2 separate regions of the Mus musculus genome follow, and region 2 is linked to region 1. The links are chromatin contacts, called in public Micro-C maps. All regions are on one chromosome and are shown on one strand. Each heading gives the region's core, a stretch centred on a gene start, on an enhancer-like site or on the middle of the called end of the contact. The rest is flanking DNA. Distances are from core to core; before and after follow the strand shown. Region 1 has its middle 12 kb from the start of Gm13710. Region 2 holds the start of Ube2l6 (ubiquitin-conjugating enzyme E2L 6).

Region 1 (4,600 bases), core at 2,043-4,542:
TCCAGCCTGAATGTTCTCTCCTCCGAAAATTTCTTATCCCAAACAAATCAGTCCATTATTTTTAAATAATGGACTTCACTCAAGATATCAGGACATAAGCAGAATAAATCCAGACACTTAGCCAAAATATTACATAAGTAGTTCCTGGTAGAGTCCCATGTTTCCCTGTGAAATCTCATATGCTGCATGGCCCCCACTGCCTGAATTTCTCTCAGCATGGTTTTGACTTCCAAATTCCCACCAGAATGGCTTATTTTAAGCTTTTCTTCCAGCACTCAGGAGTTTTCCTAACTCAAAGTCCCAAACCCTTCCACATTCCAGTCACAAAACAGCTCTAATGGTTTAAAAGCCACAAGGTCATGTCTTTCATAGCACATCATAGTTTCTATTTTAGTTACCTAACAGAGCATCATGAGCAAGGCAACTAACTTATAGAAGAATTAGTTTATTGTGGCTTACAGTTTCAGAAGGTGAGTCCACGACCATCGTGGTGGGAAGCATGGCAGCACTGGAGATGGAGCTGGCAAGTACTGGAGCAGTAGCTGAGAGCTTATGTCCCTGTTCATAAGGAGAGGCAGGGAGGGGGGGAGGAAGGGAGGAAAGGAGAGAGAGAGAAAGACAGGGAGAGAATAGGGGGAGAGAGAGAGAGAGAGCTAACTGGTAATACATGGACTTTTGAAACCTCAAAGCCTATCCTCACGGACATACCTCCTACTGGGGACCAAGTGTTCAAATATATAAACCTATGGGGACCATTCACACTCAAAATACTACAGTTTCACTTCATGCTGCTATGATAAAAACACTCTAACAAAGGCAATTTAGGGGAGAAAAGATTTGTTTTAACTCAATATTCCAGGTTAGAGTTCATCATTGAGGGGAAAACAGGTAGTCATATCACATTCATAATCAGGAATAGCGTTATTCACAGCAGATAAATCCTCAACTAGTCAAGATAATCCCCCATACGCTTGCCCTTATAGGCAAGCTCATCTGAATAGTCTCTCATTGACATCCATTCAGGTTATTCAATACTGTGCCAATCTGAAAATCAAAATTTACCATCACATAGCCTGTATAAATTTTCCAGATTAGACTACTGTAATTTGAATTATCTTAAGAAAAAATAATGATCAAGAAAAGGATTATTTACAGAAAGAAGCTCTGCTCATGGAAGAAAAGAGCTGATGATATCAATTTGAAGAAATTTAAAGCTCAACCTAGTTCAAAGGTCGGGAAACTGCAGCTAATAGGTGCAGAACAGGCTCCCCCGTTTTTGTGAAGATATATATGAACACAGAAAGTGTTCCTTTTCTGTGTAATAAGCAGCAGACAGAGCCCTCAAAGCCTACAAAGCCAGCAATCATATTGTCTGTCCCTTTATAGAAGAAATCTGACCATCTTGCGTTTGATTCCTTTGTATCTCTCATAGGAGTTGAACAATGTATTTTAGTATGCTGACTCCAAAATTCCAAATTTGAAAGGTTGGGGAGATGTCAATTATAATTTTGTTTTATGAGGCCTGAAAGTTTAAGTCAGCAAATGTCACATCACTAAGAAGGCCTTTGTTATTCACCAAATATCAGAATTGCTTTCAAAGAATTTACCACCATTAGATACTCTTATATAGTTATAGCCGCTCTGTTCCTTTAACACAAGTGCACATGAATTTCATCAGTTCTGTTTATCACTGTTTTTAGCCTTCCCTTGAATAAAGTGAATGTTCAATAACACTTAATGAAATGATGGATGATGGATAGATGGATGGATGGATCCATAGATCCATAGATGGAGGGGAAACTGGAAGACTAATATGGCCAAAATACATTGATTACCCTTAAAATTACCAAAGAATAAATTAAAAATATTGTATAAGTCAAAGTTCCCATGTCCAAAGGAAACCCAATATTGACAAGATCAGGGAATGCCACAAGGAGTGGGGCATTGCTTGTTTCCACTCATCATGAGTTATTAGCAGATTTTAAGTGAATTAGTAATTTCTTGATTCTTCTCCCAAACACTAGACCTCACCGTCCTCTTAAAGGCAAAGCCTGTCAATGGCCAGGCAGAGGGATAGATGGGAGGATGAGAGATTTTTAAAAGATTACATCATGTTTTGCTTATGAATACCAAAATAAGAAGAAAGCTAGAAAAGAATGTGAAACCTTTCTCCTTAGGAGAAAAAAGAGCATGAATGTCTCATGAAATTTTTTATTATGCTTTGTTATAAATCAAAACTACCTCCACAGGATACAGAGATCTTTTCTGTCTCCCCAAGAAACAGTCAGTAAAGTTGTCATTACTCATTATTCCTTTCTTACAATGGATTTGTTTTGGGGGATGTGATACAAGTTTCTGCTTCAAGGTGGGTGTAGGGTCAAGAGCAGAGATTACTCACAGTGCCCGGCTCTGCTGAGTTACAAGAATAGCCTATTGTATTCCGCAGCCCCGGAGTCCTTATCTCTGCTTAAAGAGAACAGAAAATGTGCAACCTTGAAATACAGAGGCCCATTCACTTTTGTAGGTGAAACCAAAAGAGCCTTGTACTGTTTTAGAAATAAATGAAGTCCCAGTTGGCTAGCGGATACCAAGGGAAGACAACAGCCTATTGAAAGGTAAATTCATCCTTTGTACAAATAACCAAACTTGAATACCAAAACTAGTTCGGAACTCACACACCCATTTAAGATGACTCTAAGCTTGGTGTAGTATGTCTCATTCCTTCAGCTGAAAGGTCTAATTGTCTTTGAGACAGCCTATATCTATGATCCTAGAGCCCCGTGTTTTACGTTGTTTCCACTACAGTTCCCTCTCCAGACAGATCCACTCTTCCTGATTAGTGTAGCCTTCAATAAGAAAAGACAATCAATTCTCCGATTCATCACCTAGAATGAATCTCCTCTCTGGAGATTCTGGCTTTAATCATCTCCAGACCCTGCTCTTCCCCACGGCCCCGGCAGTCACAGCACTCCTTTGCTGCCGCATCTTTCCCTGTGGGTAACTTTGTGCTGGTTTGAACCTCTGGGAAAGTCAAATCTACAGGCATGCCTTTCCCCTTTAGAGACTGCCCCCAAAATAAATACAGAGATCTACTTTCCCTCTCAGCCTGCATTCCACAGGCTTTGCTTCTGTTTACACTCGGGAAACTGTTTCCGGGATTTGTCTGGAATAGGCCAGTGTTTGCTCCACGGTTTCAGTAGTCACCTTGTCTCCCTCACGTCAGATAGGCAGGTCAGTCTGGACTCTTAGGTTCTTGAGAGAGTGGAGTGGAAACTTGGCAGAGTACGTACCTGACCGTTGAAAAGAATTGAGACACACCAAACAAGGATGAAAGGGGAAAAGCTTAACGTATTCCACTGTGCCAGGTTAACCTTTGTTCATGGTTTGGCATGTGCCTTGTATGCCTTTCCTACTACGTATGAGGAGAGAAGGAAATGGGAGTGGTTCCAAGGCCAGCCAGGGCGACAATAAAGATAAACACCCGCACACGGCTCACAATTGGACTGTATAATGTGGCAGTGAATGGGGTCACTAGGGAAGAAGCGTGTGATGTCACAGCACAGGTGGGGATGCCAGGCCTTCAGAACGCGTTCATGGCTATGTCCATGGTGTACCCTCTGTCTTCTCTAAGTGCGCTGCCGATCTTTCTATGCCAGGCCTCCACCCCAGATCCCAAAGGCATTTCTTCACACAAACAAATCTCCCTCCTGGCAAGCCTTTGTTTTTACACAATAATTCCTCATGAGGTAGAAAACTAAAGAGGGGCTGGTCTCCTCCCTTTTCTTCTTGGGGTCGTCAGTTCTTTTTTGCTTTATTTTGTTTAATGTTTGTGAGTGTTTGCCTTTCATGCGTACATGCTCACTGTGACTGTGCCTGGTGCCTGCAGAGACCAGTAGAGGGTCCCCTGGAACTGTCTATATAGACAGTCCTGAACTACCATGTGGATGTTGGGAACCAAACTTGGGACCTCTTGCAAGAGCAGCAAGGGCTCTTACTTGCTGAGTTCTCTCTTCAGCTCCAAGTCACTTGTTCCTATTGGCCCTGCCAACTCCTTCACCTCTTGCCCTAAGAAACCCAAGAAAACCTAGGTGTAAAAGCAACTTAACTTTTATTCCCCTGTTATAGCTGTTGTCTGGGAGGCTTACTGCCTCCATCTGCTAATCTAGGCCTAGAATGGTTTCAGCCTCTGAGACTTGCTGCAGAGTAAGGTTCCCCTTTCTGGTTCTTTCTGAACTCTGGCTGGCTGGTTCAACTCAGCTGTTCTGGCTCAAACTCCCCTCCCAGCTGACTGATTTAAACTGGCTTCTCTCTTGGCCTTTGAATTGCCTCAAACTAACTTTTCTCATCATCTGTCTCCTTCTCATTCTCTGGTTCATTCTGTCTTTACCTGTGCCTAGCTTGTTCTCTGTAAAACTCTACCCTGCAAATCCGCCTCCTCCTCCCTCTCTGTACTGCGCCACTCCTCTCTCAACGCTACTGCTCTCCACCAACTCTACTGTATTCCTTCACTGTACTCTCTTCTTCCTCTACTGTCTCTCCCTTAAGTAGCTTCCTGTCTCGTGAAAGTCGGACCTACCTCCGCATTCTGTCAGATCTTTCT
Region 2 (5,212 bases), core at 971-3,470, 280 kb after region 1:
TATTCTATCTTACCACAAGCATAACCCATGCCATAGCTTGGGCAAGAACAAAGGCTTAGGTATAACACAGATCTTGAATGGACATTTTTCTGGGCTGAAGATGCAGCTCAGTTGGTAGAGTGTTTGTCTAGCGTGCACAAAACCCTGGGTTCAATCCTCAGCACTGCACAACACTTGATAAAGCAGTGCACATCCATGATCCCATGTCTTAGGGTATGAGACGGAGGCATAAGAATCCTGAAATTAAAGGTTCAGCTGGTGAGATGGCTCAGTGGGGAGGTGCACTTGTTGATCTTCCAGAGGACCAGAGGACTTGGGTTCAATTCCCAGCACCCACATGGTGACTGATGACTGTCTCTAGCCCCAGTTCCAGAAGATCTAATGCTCTCATTTGCTTCTGCTAGGCATGCAGGTAGTTAACAGATATATATGCAGGCAGGAATCCATACACATAAAATTAAATTAAATGATTTTTAAAAAATTAAAGGCCATTGTTAGCTGCATATCAAGTTTAAGACCAATCTGAACAACACAAAATGGTATTTAAAAAAAAAATACTGGGGCTGGAGAGATGGCTCAATTGTTAAGAGCACTGACTGCTCTTCCAGAGGTCCTAAGTTCAATTCCCAGCAACCACATGGTGGCTCACAACCATCTGTAATGAGATCTGGTGCCCTCTTCTGGTGTGTCTGAAGATAGCTACAATTTATTCATATATAGAAAATAAATAAATAAATAAATAAATAAGTAAAAAATACTGAAGGGAAATTTTCTCTCTGTGTTTCAACTGCTTGAGAGCCCCTCAGAGGACAAACACCACAATTTCTCCATCTGATGTGTTCCATCGATAGTACCTGGCACTTGGTGTTAACTAAGACTACTAACCAGAAATGGGTTCAAATGCCCTTATCTCCAAACTATATTTAGGGATTGCTGATGGTGTCCTGCTTATTGCTGGCATTTAGAAGGTATCTGGTTAAAGTTATTGAACTGAAAAAAGAACCCAGAATCTTTTTTTCTTTTTCAAGATTTACTTTATTTACTATATGTAAGTACACTGTAGCTGTCTTCAGACACACCAGAAGAGGGCGTCAGATCTCATTTCAGATGGTTGTGAGCCACCATGTGGTTACTGGGATTTGAATTCAGTACCTCTGTAATAGCAGTCAATGCTCTTAACTGCTGAGCCATCTCTCCAGCCCCAGAATCATTTTTCAAGCACATCCTATATGTAAGCAGAGCAGATATTTGGTTCCTGGACAGGAAAATAAAAATCATGTGACCTACTGGGTCAAAATCTTGGGCTTCAAAATATGCTAATTTCTGGGCTGGAATGGGTGAGGCAGGTAGGTGGATTCCCTTCTAACTCTAGAACTTCTTCCAGAGGCTGGGGGCTGCTATTACACCTTGGCCTCGACTTGAGCTGGGATGAGGGGGGTCTTTACTCTTGCGCAGAGGGCTAGAGACTTCTTGGCTGTTCATTTGGACACACAGTAGTTCCATAGTTTGTAATCAGTTGGTGATAAAATATAATAGGCTCCTGAAATCTATCTCGAGGCTTCAGCCACCCATCGTTTTCCCAAATTGCCACACAGCAGACACTTTCTATGTGTTCAGTAGAGTAAAACACAGAACGCCCAAAATAAAAGCGAATGAGTCCAACAGCGTCCTCTAGTGGTGCTCGGGCACCAAGCAACCTAAAAGAAGCATCGCTGCGTTTCTGCCCATCTGCTGGACTGTACCACTCAGGGAGCGGTCCTCGGAGGACATAAAGTCTATACTGACCCCCCCCCCCCCACTCTCTTTTAGAACGGAGCACTGAACCCACAAAGGCAAAGTGACTTGGCCCAGGATTCTGAGACTTTCTTTAGAGGTGGTAGGTTCACAATTCCATTGCGGAGGTCGCAGAGAGCCCTGCCCCGGAGCTACTTTGCATCAAGAGTATCTCATCTGTGCTTTGGGCGAGTTTGCTCTCAGCGTCCGGGGAGCTGACAGAGGCTGGAGATGAATCCCATCCTGGCTTCTACGAGATGTACCCCGCAAGATGCAGGAACCAAGAGGAGCAGTGCGCTCCACCGACGTAGTCTCTGATCTGCAAGGAGCATGAGTTGCTGAGATACGAGATCGCCAAGCTGGGCACTCGACTGCAGCCTCCAGATATCCACCAAAGGGGTGGGGAGCAGGTCTTTGCAGCTAGAGTCGGTGTGGGTGGAGTGGAGCGTGGGCGGGGCTCGGGAGCTGCAGTTCAGAGAGCGGTGTCCTGCTGGAATCTGCTGGTGCCCCACGCTCCAACCCGAGATGATGGCCAGCAAGCGAGTGGCGAAAGTAAGCCTATGTAGGATGACCCTTTCCTTGTGCCCCTTCCCGCCCTGCCCTAACCTTTCCGCCCTGCCCTAACCCTCCCCTGCCCCCTTGCTCTCTGAGCTTTTTTTGTTATTTGGGTACCAGGGCTGGCTGAAACTCAGGTATCCTCACCTTTTCCCAATGGAGAAATGGGAGGAGAAAGGCGCGGTGTGTGTGTGTGTGTGTGTGTGTGTGTGTGTGTGCGCGCGCGCGCGCGCGAGAAGGAGGGAGAAAGAGAGGAGGAAGGGAGGGGGCCTGATTGAGAAGGTCTGGAAAAAAAAGTTGTCATCAGCTTCAAAAAAAGTTGTCATCAGCTGTACTGGCCACGAGAATGAACTGGTCTTTCCAAATGGTTTCCAATGTATTGGGCTTTCCAAACTGGTTTCATTTTCAATTTCTGCTGGAAATTTATTAGTGGAACTTATCTAAGGCACAGGAAGGGCTCTGTTGCTCCGCCTAGTGGATACACCCATAATTTGATACCTACATTACCCGAGGCCACAGAAGAGTGATGTTGGGCGGTGGGGTGGTGAATGGACAGACCGTGAAATAAAACGTACAGACTAGTTCCTGGATGAGAAGTAACAATTTATGCTCTGAGTAGGTTATTTGTATGCAGTCCTGCTCCAGCTACTAAACGCCTACTTTGTACTAGCCCAGTGCCAGGCAGCAGGAGCAGAAAAGGAACAGAAATCTTGTTCCGTTTGAACGTTCATTTCTATGAGACACTATTTGGTACTATCTGAAAGAATGAAAAAAGGGCAGTTTCCTTAGGAATGTCTAGACCGCTGAATGGAGCCAGGATTAGAGATCGTGGAGGAGAAATGCTCGTGAGCCAGGGCTGGTACCGCTAGGCTTTGAGTCTCCCCGAAGTGCTCCTCTAGTCTGCAGAATTGAGGGGAAGGCTTCCTCAGGAGACAGAAGGGATGGTTGCTGGCCTCATGTTTCTCTCTCTCTCTCTCTCTCTCTCTCTCTCTCTCTCTCTCTCTCTCTCTCTCTCCCTTTCTTTCTTTCTTTCTTTCTTTCTTTCTTTCTTTCTTTCTTTCTTTCTTTCTTTCTTTCTTTCTTTCCTTCTTTCTTTCCGAGACAGGGTTTCCCTGGCTGTCCTGGAACTCACTTTGTAGACCAGGCTGGCCTCGAACTCAGAAATCCGCCTGCCTCTGCCTCCCCAGTGCTGGGATTAAAGGCGTGTGCCACCCAGCTGGCCTCATCTTTCAAAAAGAAAATTCTTTTGAGATGGAGAAGTCCAGAGCAGACCCAAAACAGAACTAAACTTTGTTGGTTTTAGGCTGGTACTAAATGGGGCAAAGGGTAATTTGCTACCTCAACGCTAAAAGGTAGACTGGCTTTTGTTGCTCCGGAATTGTCAGCACCAGGCAGTTTGTTTTATTTAACTCTTAGAACAACTGTGAGATAACTGTGTCTTCCCATTTCATGGAAGAGGAAACTGAGACATCAGGGAGAGTAACGTGGCTGGCCAGTGATATTCTGCAGAAGTAATGGGGCTGGAATTTGAGCCCAGACTGATAAGAGTCTAACTCACAGGGCTTTTCCTGCCTGTTTGCCTTCACTTTCATTTCTCCTAAGTCAGGTGACTTACTAGCTGGCTTTGGGAGGAGCTGTGTGCACTGGTGTGGGTTTCAGCAATCATGGAAAGTTCGTCAGAATTCATCAAAACACAGAAAATTCAAGTGTTAAGAGAGAAAATTTCCCTTCGGTACTTTTTTTTAATACCATTTTGTGTTGTTCAGATTGGTCTTAAACTTGATATGCAGCTAACAATGGCCTTTAATTTTTAAAAAATCATTTAATTTAATTTTATGTGTATGGATGTCCTGCCTGCATATATATCTGTTAACTACCTGCATGCCTAGCAGAAGCAAATGAGAGCATTAGATCTTCTGGAACTGGGGCTAGAGACAGTCATCAGTCACCATGTGGGTGCTGGGAATTGAACCCAAGTCCTCTGGAAGATCAACAAGTGCACCTCCCCACTGAGCCATCTCACCAGCTTAATTTCAGGATTCTTATGCCTCCATCTCATTCCCTAAGACATGGGATCATGGATGTGCACTGCTTTATCAAGTGTTGTACAGTGCTGAGGATTGAACCCAGGGTTTTGTGCACGCTAGACAAACACTCTACCAACTGAGCTGCATCTTCAGCCCAGAAAAATGTCCATTCAAGATCTATGTTATACCTAAGCCTTTGTTCTTGCCCAAGCTATGGCATGGGTTATGCTTGTGGTAAGATAGAATAGGCAATGAATGGTCATGGCTGTAGGTAGAAGGCATGAGAAGCCATTTGTTAGTGTGATTACATATGGAAGATGGGTTTAGTGATGAATGGGAGTGTGGCGTGCTTATATACTTGGGGGTCAGAGTACAGATGATGCACAGCAGTGAAGGACCCCACCCCCAAGCCCCTGGCTTAGGGGAACTTTCTACCTGCATGTACACAGGCCTTTCTCAACTTTCTCTCTGTTGACATTTGGGACCAGATCATTCTCTGTAGCTAGGATGTTTCATCAGCGTGGACTTTACCCGCTGGGTTGTGGCAGCACTCACCCCATCTGTGACAATAGAAAACGTTTCTAGATATTGGCAAAGGCGTCCTGATAGGTAAACACATCCCTGGATCAGAACCACTAGTTTGTATCTATTCATTGTCCCCAGCGTTGCCTTGAATATGTGACTGTTTTTCAAACCACCACCCCCTTCTCAAAATGAGAAGAACTGGAGTCCTGTGGGTGAGGTCCCTTGGTCAGATGCACCATGGTATAATGGGGACCCTGAGTGTGCTGGGAGTGTGGTGTAGGGCACCACCTATCTTGCTCAAGGTCCTTGGTCCCATCTCCACTACTGCAATA

Evidence for each region. A called contact is a pair of places that touch in the nucleus more often than the background predicts.
Region 2: a contact with region 1 is called in a Micro-C map of embryonic stem cells, with 2.9 times the contacts expected there. The contact joins the promoter of Ube2l6 here to the enhancer-like site in region 1. A contact is called at or near these places in 3 of 39 promoter capture datasets (cranial neural crest, frontonasal cranial neural crest and second pharyngeal arch cranial neural crest), 3 of 484 Hi-C or Micro-C datasets (cerebellum, embryonic stem cells and erythroblasts), 4 of 115 datasets of contacts at active chromatin or transcription factors (embryonic stem cells and microglia) and 1 of 9 other capture datasets (macrophages).

What each region holds. Positions count from the first base shown.
Region 1 is chr2:84,516,484-84,521,083 of GRCm38.p6, forward strand. No RefSeq gene overlaps it. Among named protein-coding and RNA genes, the nearest start is that of Gm13710, 12 kb to the left of the region's middle. RefSeq lists an enhancer at 1,482-4,320. Within about 2 kb of position 3,293, at least 108 of the 459 cell types and tissues checked have an H3K27ac peak or open chromatin away from gene starts, as enhancers often do. A contact at or near this core is called in embryonic stem cells, where this site is marked.
Region 2 is chr2:84,796,608-84,801,819 of GRCm38.p6, forward strand. It overlaps Ube2l6 (ubiquitin-conjugating enzyme E2L 6), which reads left to right and starts at 2,221. Exons shown (of 4, transcript NM_019949.2): 1 at 2,221-2,325. The coding sequence starts at 2,299.